Regions from separate parts of the Oryzias latipes genome. Here region 2 is linked to region 1. A link is a contact called in public Hi-C data. All regions are on one chromosome and are shown on one strand. Each heading gives the region's core, a stretch centred on a gene start, on an enhancer-like site or on the middle of the called end of the contact. The rest is flanking DNA. Distances are from core to core; before and after follow the strand shown. Region 1 has its middle 8.0 kb from the start of tmem174. Region 2 holds the start of btf3 (transcription factor BTF3).

Evidence for each region. Hi-C and Micro-C count contacts between places; a contact is called where the count stands out from the background.
Region 2: a contact with region 1 is called in a Hi-C map of embryo, with 1.9 times the contacts expected there. The contact joins the promoter of btf3 here to the enhancer-like site in region 1. A contact is called at or near these places in 2 of 5 Hi-C or Micro-C datasets (both in embryo).

Annotation. Positions count from the first base shown.
Region 1 is chr12:5,384,762-5,391,468 of ASM223467v1, reverse strand. No RefSeq gene overlaps it. Among protein-coding and RNA genes, the nearest start is that of tmem174, 8.0 kb to the right of the region's middle. Within about 2 kb of position 3,893, at least 4 of the 8 cell types and tissues checked have an H3K27ac peak or open chromatin away from gene starts, as enhancers often do. A contact at or near this core is called in embryo, where this site is marked.
Region 2 is chr12:5,475,419-5,482,125 of ASM223467v1, reverse strand. It overlaps btf3 (transcription factor BTF3), which reads right to left and starts at 4,170. Exons shown (of 6, transcript XM_004074517.3): 1 at 4,075-4,170.

The DNA.
Region 1 (6,707 bases), core at 2,644-5,143:
ACCAGTGATCTTTTAATTATGATAATGCTGTTTTTTTCCAGTGGCCGACAGGGCTCACATTACATACAAAAGAAACAATGCAACTTCATAACCCGAAGCTCAACGAAATTACCCGCAACACAACGACATAACCGCAGCAACAGCATAAACCGCAGCACAACGGAAATGAGGACTTTTTTTCTAACCGCCGAAAAAACTCCAATTCAGTTTCAAACTATTCGGCGCTCCTCAGAGCTACGTGATATTTGGACAAGATTAGGATGTTTTCTTACTAGATAACGTAATTTCTTACAAATATACGTTTGTCTAAAAATATAAATTTACCCAGCTCTCCACATAATGACATGTGCATCTAACGCTCTTTGTCTTTTTTTTTTTTTTATAACGACTTTTAAGTCGTAAATCACAAACCCAGAAGTCCATTTGTCACCTTACGTCATGAACCTGTCATCCGAACGCCAATGCTGAAGTAAACAGTGTTGCATACGCCCCCTCCTCCAGATGTAACGTCCCGTTTCAACACAAAACAATAAAGATGAATGAAAATAGTCTGTTATATTAGCATTAGAACGTTAAAAATGCCAAAAAACAAACAAACAAAAGTGCTCCTCCTCAGACGGAAGCGTCACACAGACGCAGAGATCTTGTCTTTAATGGAGGAAGAAAGGATTCAAATGGACAGCTGCGGGGACACCGATGTCTTCATCGGGCTGCAGAGATCCTGCAAACCACCAATCAATAAATCATAAATCAAACAATGAGCTTCCAAACATTTGGAACGTCATCAGTAAACATTCAGCTCACCTGTTCAACTAAGTTTAGTCGGTCTGCTCTGCTGCTGTGCGGCGTTCACTTGCCGCTCTGTATGCCCACCTCCACTTTAATCTCGTAAAATAACAAGTTTTTTTCTCGTAAATTTACGGTTTAAAATCTCGTAATTTCACTTTTTTTTGGTAGCTCTAAAACTCTGTCGTACCGAGTAGTATGAAACTGAATTTTTTTTTTCCCGCCGGTAGGAAAAAAAAAAAGTCCTCATTTCCGTTTTACTGCGGTTTATGCTGTTGCTGTGGTTATGATGTTGTGTTTCAGGTAATGTCGTTGTGCTTCAGGTAATGCTGTTGCATTGTTTCTTTTGTATGTAGTGTGAGCCCTGTCAGCCACCGTAGTTTTTAGGCAAAATCAAAAGCCTTTGTTGTTTTAGGACATAACTTTCGCAGAGGTTCATCAGAAATTTGCCTCCGAGTTGTGAGCGGGACCTTTGGCGTGAGCAAACCCCACCCTTTCTCCTCAGGAGCTTGTGACACACCTGGTGTATTTTTGACGTCACAACTAAGCACTTTTTTCAAATGGCATTTTTTCATCTGCTTCTGATTCATGATTTGAATAAAGAAATACTTAAAAATGCAATTCTAAGCTTAAATTTGTCCATATATGCCCGCCATCATCCAAAAAAAAAATACCACAAGAACATGTTTAATTCTCGGTTTTTTGCGTTGTCCAGGGACGAAGAGCATCATAGACAGCTGGAGATGCATCTTAAAGACCCCCCACATCAGTTGAATTGACTGGTGATCGTTGCACCTCTCCTCCACCAAAGCCAACCCTGCAGACCATGTTGACCTCGGCATGTCCCTCACCTTGCCTACTCCAGCAACACAGACAACCATTGCTTCTGTGCAAGGTGACCCGACACTCATCAGTAAACAGGACGGTAGACCATTGCTGCATTGTCCAGGTCACATGGTCTTGTTCCCAAAGGTTCACGGCGGTGTTTTGGTGTCATTGGAGACACCTGCGATGGTCGTTTGGCATTCAAGTCGAGGCCTGGAGCTGTGTGGCGTTTGCCAAACCATGCCTGAGTGCAGAGATCCTCAGGTTCTGGTCATGGTTGTGGTCTGTCACTCACGAGGCTCCACTCCTGAGTCTGCCACAAAATCTATCAGTAGTTCTGTGTCTTCATAAAAGTCTGCTGATGACACTTTGAGACAAGTACACGTGAAACATCCGACTGTCTACTGCAAACCTGAAGCTATGGCCAGGTGGTGCTGCTCGTCCATTAAGTAACGTGTTGGAATGACTTATACATAAAAAAACAGATTTTTATACCCACAGAATGTTGATGCCACACTGAGAATGTCTTTGCTTTGGTCCCAATAAGTAAAGCACACTGTACACAGTGAGACAACTATGTGGAAAACACTGAATGTGGTGTGTGTCTATTACCGCGATACAATTACCCAAAAATCTGTGAAGTGAAACATTGTGTAAACGACATATACCGATGTTTTCACAATACTGCTACTTATTGTGAGTAGTATAAGTCTGACGTATAAAAAATTAAATTCAGTTTGAGTGTGTAGCACTAAATAATTAAGTCAAATAACACAATCCAAAAACATGTCGCCCTACAGAGGACACAAATTCATTCACTGGTTCTCAGAAGGAATGTGTAGCTGAGTTCATTCTGTTTTGTGAAGTTGGTTTAGGGAGCCCTGGAAAAGACTTGTCACAAATTAATGTTTTGTGGGAAATATTAGCGTGTGAGAACACGTTTGCATTTTGAGCACACAAATCACAATTTTGTAGTCAAGAACTGTTATTTTATGGTCACAAATGTATATTTTGGTAGAAAAAAATTCACATTTTGTGTGCTCAAATTAGCATGTGAGAACAAATTAGTATTTTGTGTTAACAAATTAGCATGTAATGAGAACAAATTAGGATTGTGTGTGCACAAATTTGCTTGTAGTGAGAAAAATATATATATTTGCAGCACATAAATTAAAAATGATAAATTTCTGTCTGACCACAAATAAGCATCTTATGAACATTTCTTGGAGTCCAAATTAGCATTTTAGTGAACAAGTCAGTGTTTTGTGCCCACAAATAAAAAGTTGGAATTGATGATACTAAATGTGATGCACACAAAATGCTAATATGTACCCCCCCCCCCCCCCCCCCCCCCCCAAATCCTTTTATTTGTGCACACAAATTATTAATTTGAGAGAACTGGTAATTTTTTTAATGCCATGTGGCTCAGTATTTAAACAATTAAAACAGAATCTTTTTCCTTTTCTGTTAGTCTGCCATATTTGACTTGTGTTGTTGCATTATGCCTCTTGTGCTTGATTAATATATGTGTCACTCTCTGCAACTGTAGACTTTAACACATTTCTAACCATCTATAACTACATTTACCACATCTGACAGAATAATATCTTTTTTTTTATAGAACATAAAGGCTCATATTTGTAGAAATCCTTCAAAATTCTCATAAATGTTAAGACATTAAAGTGAAGGCTGTTCATAAATCTCTTTCCACAGACTTGCTGAAACAAATCCCAGATCCACGTGTGACTGGCTGCAGCAGTCAGAACCCAGTCCCATGATCCTCGGTGGTCTCCCCCTCATGAACATATATGGCCATTTGTAATATTGCAGCTGATGAGGCTGACCTCACCGCACCCCTGCCTGAATGAGCTGAACACCTGCTCTCTGAGGTGGACCGGGAAGGGAGACTGGTCGTAAAAGGAGAAGAAAAAAAGGGAAGGGAAACTTGAGGAAGTTGTTACAGAAGAGGAGAAATGAGGCTTTTCGCTGTAAAAGTTCACAAAAAGCAAAAATGACTCAAATATGCCCCAAATTTTGATGTCAGCAGATGCGGAAATTCAGTTCTAAAGTGTGTTTACCGGGCTGTATTTTTGTTTTTTAATAAATGATTTTTTTAGTAGGGGGACATCAGCTAAATTGGACATTATGGGCCTCATAATGTTAGATGATCTCAACTCTTTAAAGATTACCAGCCAACGAATGCAGATGGATTCAAACTAATAGTCCTTGTACATGTAACAATTGATTTGATTGGTTTATGCTTGCTGTGGTGGGCGGGGCAAAGCCTCACAGTGAGACACGCTGCAAAAAGGCATTTTTTAAGCCGTTATAAGTAGTGTATTTAGTTATAACGTCGTCCATGAAGTTTTGACGCTCCTCGTGCACGTCCGTGTATGGGAGAAAGAGCGAATAGATGGAAGAAGTTTGAAAATCCAGAATGTAAAGAACAGTAGAGACGCACGTTCGCGCTCGTCTGTCACTGCGGGTGCATGTGAGCTCTCTCCACGTGCGTCCGTAACGCTGGGAGGTGGTGACACCGCTGGCGAGAGCAGCAGAACCAGCAAACGACAAAAGCTGCAACAACAGGAAGATAATTCACATTTGATTGGTTTCACGTGTTCTTCATAAACAACAAAGTTTCACTGCGCCTCCAGCGTGTTTTCCTGCAAACGTGGAATTCATTTGTGCTCCCACCCCCACCCCACCCTCCACTCCCAAGTCTCCGAGCTCTGGCTCTTTTACGCAGTAACGCGCGCCAAAGCGCACGGAGTGAGCAGAGAGCAGCGAAGACGGAGGGACGCCCGGGGACTTGTTTGGAAGACTCGAAGCTGCTAAAAATGATCTCAGGGGGGTTTCAGACACAGATCAGCTTTTGCAATTAAGATAATAACAATAAATGCTGTCAGGAGCTTTTTTGTGCTTTTATTAAACACTTTCATTTCCGCCATAAAAAAAGTGTGAGAAATGTATCTCCTTGCAAATCGAGGAGTTTAACATTGTACTTAGTTCTGTTTTCTAAAAGTGTTTACATTGAAAAAAATAACTTGAAAAGTTTGAAGTAGAAAGATAAATTACTTTCAAACTTAAGTTTTCAAATTTAAAATTTTAATATTAAGCGATAAGTAAAAAAGCAAAACTAATAACAATAAAACACTTATTTGAATAGGAAACTAAGGATATTAAATGGAAAATAGTTCTATAAAAATGGTCAAACAGGTGAAAATGAAAGGTTGACAATTCTGACAACTGAAATATAGATTTTTATATATAAGGTTAATTTTAAAAAGTTTAAAAATAAGACAATTTCAGAAATATTGGAATTCAAAACCATGTCATTATTTCGATATAATCAACATTATATAGGGTTTATAATCTGAGAGAAAAAAAAAACTTAATTAAAAGCAGATACATTTTAAAATGAAGCAAATAATAAAAAATGAGGCGTAATTAAAAAAAAGTATAAATTACACAAAGGGTAAAACTTTAGAAAAAAAATTTAGGGAGAAAAAGGTAAAAACCTAATATATATATATATATTTCTGCACACACACACACTTATATATATATATAACTTTTAAAAAGGAATTAACCTTGAGATGACAAAAAACTAAAACTGCTTGCTGTACAGATTAAATTTCTTTAAATTGTGTGATATTTGACTTTTACAATAGTTTAAGGACAAAAAAAAAATCCAAGCTGTAAAAATAAATTCAAAATTTTAAATGTCAATTAATGACCATATGTATTTATTTTAAAAAACAAACAAGCTCAAATAATAGAAGATCTCAGTTTAAAAACGTTTTAGGCAACAAAGTGCAAAAAGTTCTGAAAGCAGAGAAGAGTTATTATAATCCATTTGCATAATTTTTTACGTTCTAACCAAAGTGTGTTTGTGTAATAGACTCGTGCAGCTTTTTGTGAATCCCAACAAAGCTCCTTGTTGTAAATCTTGGCGCACAATAACCTCCACTTCCAGAATCTCAGCTGTGCGTGAGCTCCACAATGAAGGCCTCCCCCCTGAGAGCGTGGGCCATACGGTGTTTGCTGTTGCAACAATGCAGACACAATACGTAACATGAGGTCAGCGCTCCAATTACCGCAGCCTGACGCAGGAACATCTGAGCATTTTCCTGTGTAAGAAAAATACCTGCAGGTTTCCATATCCACCAGCAAACGCAGAGCTGCGGGGGAATCCGGGAGCTTCAGGGTGTTTAGATCAGGACTAAAAGGTTCTAAAAGTTCTAAAAGTTCAGTGTCTGATCCATGAGCGCGCGTGATTGGAACACCTGTTGCGCAGAGCCAGACAGGTCTACGTTATTTGCGCACAAGTTCTACTGTGAACATTTTTGATTTTCAGTCAATATTAGGGATTAAAAACAAAATCTAAGCAGACATGTTTGCTGTTATTCCTCTGCGCGCTGCCCAGCTTTCATAAATGATCTCCAGTTTCGCACAATGCTGAAATTATGGTCTTTTTCTTCGGCCACCCGCATTTTACTGAGCTGTAAAAATAATGTAAGTCATATTCTTCTGCGGTTTCACATCTGCGCATCCAAACTGCGCATGACAATGTTTTTTGCTTTCTGTTGTGTAGAAAAATCCGAAGTATTTGTCAATATTTATGCAAGATACAGGTAATATGCATGCATATATGGATTTTATTTAAGAAAATTCCAACTTCAAGCGTTTGCATTTTTGTTCAGAATGCTTAATTAATGGTTTCTAATTATTTCCATAATTTATTAATCAAAGATCAAAGTTTTTGGTCCTTAGAAAGTTCAAACTATATAACAAATTCCCTTTTAACAAATAATTACTGGCATTTTCACTAAAAATAATATTTCTGTAAGGGATTCTGGGTATTTCTTTGTTTTTTTTTATTGTTGTTTTTTGCTAGGTAATTCAGCGTTACTCGAGTCTGTGCACACATTTGCCCCGTGTTTCTGCCCCCGTGTGGTGTAACTGTAAACAAAGCTGAACCCTGTTTTCGGATGGCAGATTCAGGATGCATCTTTGGAGGCATCCAGGAAGATTTAAAATGTGGAAAAAATACCTGATATTCTGAAGTATTTGTTGCAAAAAAACAGACAAGTTAT
Region 2 (6,707 bases), core at 2,921-5,420, 90 kb before region 1:
CAAAGAAATACTCATAAATACAAATTTGAGCTCTATTTTCTTCAGAATTGTCCATCTTTAGAAAAATGCCTCAAGAATATGTTAAAAATCACACTTTTCATTGAAGCAAATGGGTTACAAGTTTCTACTGACCTTTCCTTACTCTAAAAAAATGAAGTCTCTGGATATCTGGAAACATAGCCTATTAAATTATAAAAAAGCTCTGCGTAGAGCTAGAAGCCAGTACTATTCAACCTTAATATCAGAGAATGGAAACAATCCAAGATTTCTTTTTAGCACTATAGCTAAATTAACTCGCAGTCAGAGCTCAGTAGAACCACATGTTCCTGTTTCTCTCAGCTCTGATGATTTTCTTACATTTTTCGATAGTAAAATCTCAAATATTAGACATAAGTTAAATCAAGTTATTCCTACTATCAGCCCAGAACAGGCTGAAGCGGTAGAAATGGAGGCATCCATAGAAACCTCTGTAACATTGGACTGCTTCACTGCTGTGGATCAAGCGGAAATAACATCAATTATTACGTCCTCCAAATCCTCAACGTGTCTGTTAGACCCAATTCCCACTAGACTTTTTAAAGAAACTTTTCCCCTAATTAATGATCCCATATTAACAATGATAAATGCCTCTCTGGAAACGGGTTACGTGCCACAGTCTTTTAAATATGCAGTTGTTAAACCTCTTCTGAAAAAGCCCAGTTTGGATCCTAGCATCTTGGCCAACTATAGACCGATATCAAACCTGCCCTTTATTTCTAAAATCCTAGAAAGAGTTGTAGTTAAGCAGCTTTACTGCCACCTACAGGACAACAGCCACTTTGAAGACTTTCAGTCGGGGTTTAGACCTCACCACAGTACGGAAACTGCACTAGTTAGAGTCTCTAATGACTTGTTATTGGCCTCAGAAAAGGGACTACTTTCTATTCTGGTCCTGTTGGACCTCAGTGCTGCCTTTGACACTATCGACCACGGTATTTTACTCCATAGATTAGAGCAGGACATAGGGATCAGAGGATCTGCTCTCCAGTGGTTTAAATCCTATCTGTCTGATAGGTATCAGTTCGTTAATGTAAATGGCCATTCCTCTCAGTGCACTCGAGTCAACTATGGAGTCCCACAGGGCTCAGTCTTGGGACCGATCCTGTTTACGCTTTATATGTTACCCCTAGGAAACATAATCAGGAAACACAGCATTAATTTTCATTGTTATGCCGACGATACGCAGTTGTATTTATCCATGAAGCCTGACCAGAATGACCAGATAGAGAAACTGAACGCCTGCATCAGTGACATCAAGACCTGGATGACAATTAATTACCTCCTCTTGAACCCAGAAAAAACTGAGGTCATTATACTTGGTCCTAAAAACCTCAGAGATGCTCTGTCTGCTCAGATAGTCTCCCTGGATGGTATAAGTATAGCCCCCAATTCCACAGTTAGAAACCTTGGGGTTTTACTTGACCAGGATTTATCATTTAAGGCTCACATATCTCAGGCGTGTAGAACTGCCTTTTTTCACCTGCGGAATATTGCTAAGATCAGAAATATACTTTCTAAGAGTGATGCTGAAAAACTCATCCATGCATTTGTTACGTCGAGGCTGGATTACTGTAACTCCTTGTTAGCAGCGTGTCCTAAGAGTTCCTTAAGAAGTCTCCAGCTTGTTCAGAACGCAGCAGCTAGATTGTTAGCTGGAACCAGCAGAAGAGTTTACATCACTCCTGTGTTAGTTTCGCTCCATTGGCTCCCAGTTGATTCTAGAATTAAGTTCAAGATCCTCCTGTTAACCTATAAGGCCTTACATGGAATGGCCCCGTCCTATATTAAGGACCTCATAGTCCCTTACCAACCAATCAGAACACTTCGCTCGCAAAATGCAGGACTGCTTGTGGTTCCTAGAATTAGTAAAAGTACGGTTGGAGGTAGAGCGTTTAGCCACCAAGCCCCTGTCTTATGGAATAAACTCCCAGCTCATGTAAGAGAGGCCGACTCAGTTTCTACATTCAAAGCTAGACTGAAAACATTCCTCTTTGGACAGGCTTATTGTCAGACTAGTTAGTATTCAGAGATTATTTAACTTAATGTTAGTTTGTTTAAATTAAACTTAATAACTATTTCTTTTAAAAGGCTGCTAGAAGTTGAAGCTGGGGTAACTATGGTACACTGGGGTTCTGTCCTCTTTCCTTTTTTACTTCTACCCTTCCTCTCCTCTATTCTTGATCATAATTCATCATTTAGTTCTCCATGCCTCTGTTTGGTGCAGTGCGATTCATGTATTGTCCCTCTTTTCCTCTCCCCTCCTGGGGAGTGGGAGTGCTTCCAGACTCCAGTTGGCTCATCCGTGCTCCAGTTCCTGACCGTTTACCTCGCCTTTGCTCCTGCTCCTACACCTGGCTGTGGATCCTGCCTCTGGCTCATCTCTGGCTCGTCTCTGCTCTGTACCTGACCGAGTACCTCGTCTCTGCTCCTGCTCCTACACCTGGCTGTGGTTCCTGTCTCCGGCTCGACTCGCGCCTTTGACTGTCCCGATAACCACGGCTGGATGAAGCTCGTCTGCTGGACTTTTATATATGTAGTTGTAGATTTAGATAAGTTAATTCTTCTCTAAGAGTTCTGGTAAATCGCCTGTCCGTCCTGGGGGAGGATCCCTCCTTCATGTGGGCACCCCTGAGGTTTCTTCGTTTTTTCCGGAATCCGGTTTTTTTGGGAGTTTTTCCTTACCGCGAAGGGGGGTCTAAGGGCAGGGATGCCAGTATAGCTTAGTCAGTTTGTTAGTTCATTTTAGTATTTTTCTATTGAACTCTTTGTATTCGTGATCCTTTTGATTTCATGTTTTACTTCGAAGCCCATCGAGACGACTGTTGTTGTGATTTTGGGCTATACAAATAAAATTGAATTGAATTGAAGTAAATGCTATTTTAATTACATTATTATTCACTGTATTCATATTTAAAAAAAAGGCTGTCATCTGTCCTTGCTATTTCTTTTTAAATCACATTTTTATTCTAAACATGCGTCTTTTTTAATCTTCAAAAGAGTCTTTTGAACACATTTTTAGATGAAATTGACTTTATACAACGTGAATAAAATAATAAAAGCTACGCAACTTTGAAAAACAACACTAATTGAAAAATGTGTTGATTTCCTGGTACATGTATATCTCTGACTAAACTAAATTTTAAATTGCAGTCAAAGAGAGAGTTATTAAAAGTCCTAGAGATTGTCGATGTTTTTTTTTAATGGGTCGCAAATAAAAACATTTTCAGACCTGTAAGCTTTGTAATTAGACTTTAGTGCAGTCTTGGCTAATAATGACTAAATTAAATCAAACATTTCAAGTAGTTACTTTCAGTCAAGTATCTAAAAAAAAAAAGGAATAATTGAAAATAAAAGCAGGTTAATGGATCGGATTTCTAAAGGGCCCTTAAACTTGTCAGATCTAATCATTGCTGTTGGCTCAATGTTTTATTAAGGTAATCTCTAAGAATTCACATCACATTCAAGCTTTTCCAGTGCATACGGGGTTAGTTATTTAAAAAATGAACACAAACAGCGAGCAGGGCTCAGACAGACAGCGTGGGTGTGGTTATGAGCTGTAAGATCATGTTCAAACCGGGTAGAAAGAGTCAAAGACAAACCCAAAATACGGCTAATTGTCGGATTTTGGGTTTTTGTCGGCTGTGTTAGGCAGAGAGTTACCGATGGCCATTTTTCTTGATGTTATGAATGATCGAGCGACTGCGCACGCTCAGTAAGAAGCTGCTCAAAATCGACTGAAATGGTCTTTTAATTGCTTAATATGACGCATTTTTGGGTTACATTTGTATCTAACAACTCTAAATTTACTTTAATTGTAATGATTTTAAAGTAGAAGTTCCATGCTAACTGAAGCTAGCCTCTAAGCTAACCGAACGGCACGGCCTGTCAGTCACACTGCAGCACAAACCCTCAGCTGTTAGCGTCAAACCACGAAACAGCTCAGCCGCCGAGACGACAAAGACTCCAGTTTACCTTTTTCCGTCGTATCAGGGAGAAACAGTGCGGGGAAGAAAGTATTTAAATCTCCTCACTGACCTGTAAACTAACAGCAGACACATGCGGGGAGCAAGATGGAAGCGAGAGAGGAGGGAGGAAGTGACGTCAAGAAAGATGTGCGGCACAGGGTTTGGCGGGTTTTTCAGCCCCGAGTTTGGTTTTGCAGGTGTAGATCGTGCAGATCAGCCAAACGCTTTGAAAAAAACACTTATTAAATAACACTTAAAAACCGTTTTTAAACTCATTGTTTTGACTTAAGTGTTATCAAAGAAGTAAAATGTTTTATTTTAATGATTTTGATGCGGAAAGATCATTTTTTGGAATGAGGTGATTTGACTTGAACAGCAGTTTTAATGTGTTATCAATATTGTGCAACATGGGTGCAATATTGTCAAGTTGTGTATCTTTAACAAATTCTTCCTTGTAAATTTAGTTTACAATCCAACCCCAATCATTTTTTTCATTTTTTTTTTTGGTTCTGAGTGGTCTTTTAACTATGATAATGTCGTCTTGAGCTAAAAAATACAAAACAACAAAACAAAACAAAAAAAAACAACAACTACAAAAGACAAAAAATATAATAAAATAGTTGGGAAATAGTAAAATAATTTTTGGCTTACTTCTTGGAGCATTTTCCTTCAAAACACTCCAGTAAATGGTTTTCTTTTAAATGAGAGGGAGACCTAAATATGTGTATACTTCCATAGTTTTAATACTTTTGATTTAATTCATTGATGGCTACAGGAAAAGTCTATCATGGCCTCTCTGCAGATCTGAAAGCAAACTGCAGCTGGCCCTGGAAAGCTGAATCATCTTTGCTTGGGAGAGCTTTACAAGACTTTCATGGCTAGAAAAACTATGATGTACACAACAAATTGTACAAAATCAAGAAGTCACTCATTTCTTTAAACTCTAAAGTCAGATATAAACTTAAAACATATAACATGTTTCTTCTATCTTAATGACTTTGCTTTACTTTGAATTAGTTTCTAATTTAGCTGTGTTCAAACATTTATTTAAAAAAGAGTTTCTGTAAATGGCTACCCTTAATCTAGTAAACCCAAACTATAGAAGTGAAGGTATTATATATATACAGTCAACAGGTGTGGGAAACCTCTCCAGAACTTCATCAAATGAGAACTGATGCACACCATTTTTATCACAGATTTAATTTCATACCTGTTGCTATTAATAATAAAGAAAAATCTGGCAAAAAAACAAAACAAATATTAAGACTTTGATAATCTGATAACCTTCAGGGAAGTTAATGTATACAAATCTGGTTAAAAATGCCTATAATAATGACTTTCTACTTTAAAACATATTCATGTTGCTAAATAAGCTCAAGCTTGCAAGGATGATTGCTTTGTAGTTATATGCATATATTTTTAAATAAAATAATTCAATGCACCATCCTTTGATGAATTAATCGTAATTTCTATTCGTTTTGAAAAACATAATACAAGGATCTTGATCTCAGCTGTTCTGCAGTTTGTTTCCCGGCACACTGATGTACTGACAGCTGACCGCTAGATGGCGCCAAAAAGGAGAAATCCCAGAATCTCAGAGATTTTCAAGCCTTGTGCTGGAGAAACACAAGCATCACTTTTCTTTTAAGCAATCACTTTTATGTAACCTAGATGTTGCTCCATTCTGTTTTTAAACCATCATATAAATGATAAATTAAACAAAACGCACGCTCTTTCACTTTCTTAATTGAAAAGCCGATCAGTGTCCATGCTAAAGCTTTTGTCAAGTTTATTTATTTGTGTGAATTTATACAAGTATATATATATATATATATATATATATATATATATATATATATATATATATATATATATATATTTGTTTTAAGTGAAAATGTATTTCTAATGAAGTAAATACGTATTTAATATAGTAGAGACATACGTGTTTTTATCCTGAACACTTTCAGAATGATTCATTAAAATATTTTTAAATGTATAATTAAACTTGCTTAACAAAAAAATTCCGATTTGACCTAAATAATCTAGACTTCTAATGAAAAAACTCAATTTATATATATATATATATATATATATATTTATGTTTTTTTGAGAAGTTTCTTTTGTATAGGCGCGCGCGTCCTGCTTACATGTTAAACGCAGATTTTCCGCAGCGTTACTCCTCCTGGCGCATGTCTAATCTCTCCCATTTAATAACAAAACTTAAAAAACACCGTTTTAATATTTTAAAGGCTTTGGCGCTAAATTAAAACTATTGACACCAGAACCCACAGATCCCTCTTTTACGCGGCGCGTAAAAGGCCTCGTATGTGGGGCTTTCAAGCTCTGCGTGACCTGTGACTGATTCTACTTTACAGCTATTACCAATGGCTGGCGGACAATCTCGTGAACCAGCAGATCACGCAAACCGGATTGCCTGAATGTGGTGCACCACACCCTGGCAGTGGAATCCAACCCATTTAAAAGGACCAGTCTTTTCAAAATAAAACTCCTAAGAGTTTGTTTTACGCCGGAAATGTTTGCTGAAGTCCTATAAAGATTGTGTGATAGTAAATTATTTTAATGACACATTAAAACAAAGGAATCCGGGCACGATTTTAGTCGCATTTTCTCCAAAAAGCGTTTTTTTTATTTTAAAAACTGTATTATCTTTTTGCAGATTATTGCTTCAAATGTCAATTTCCG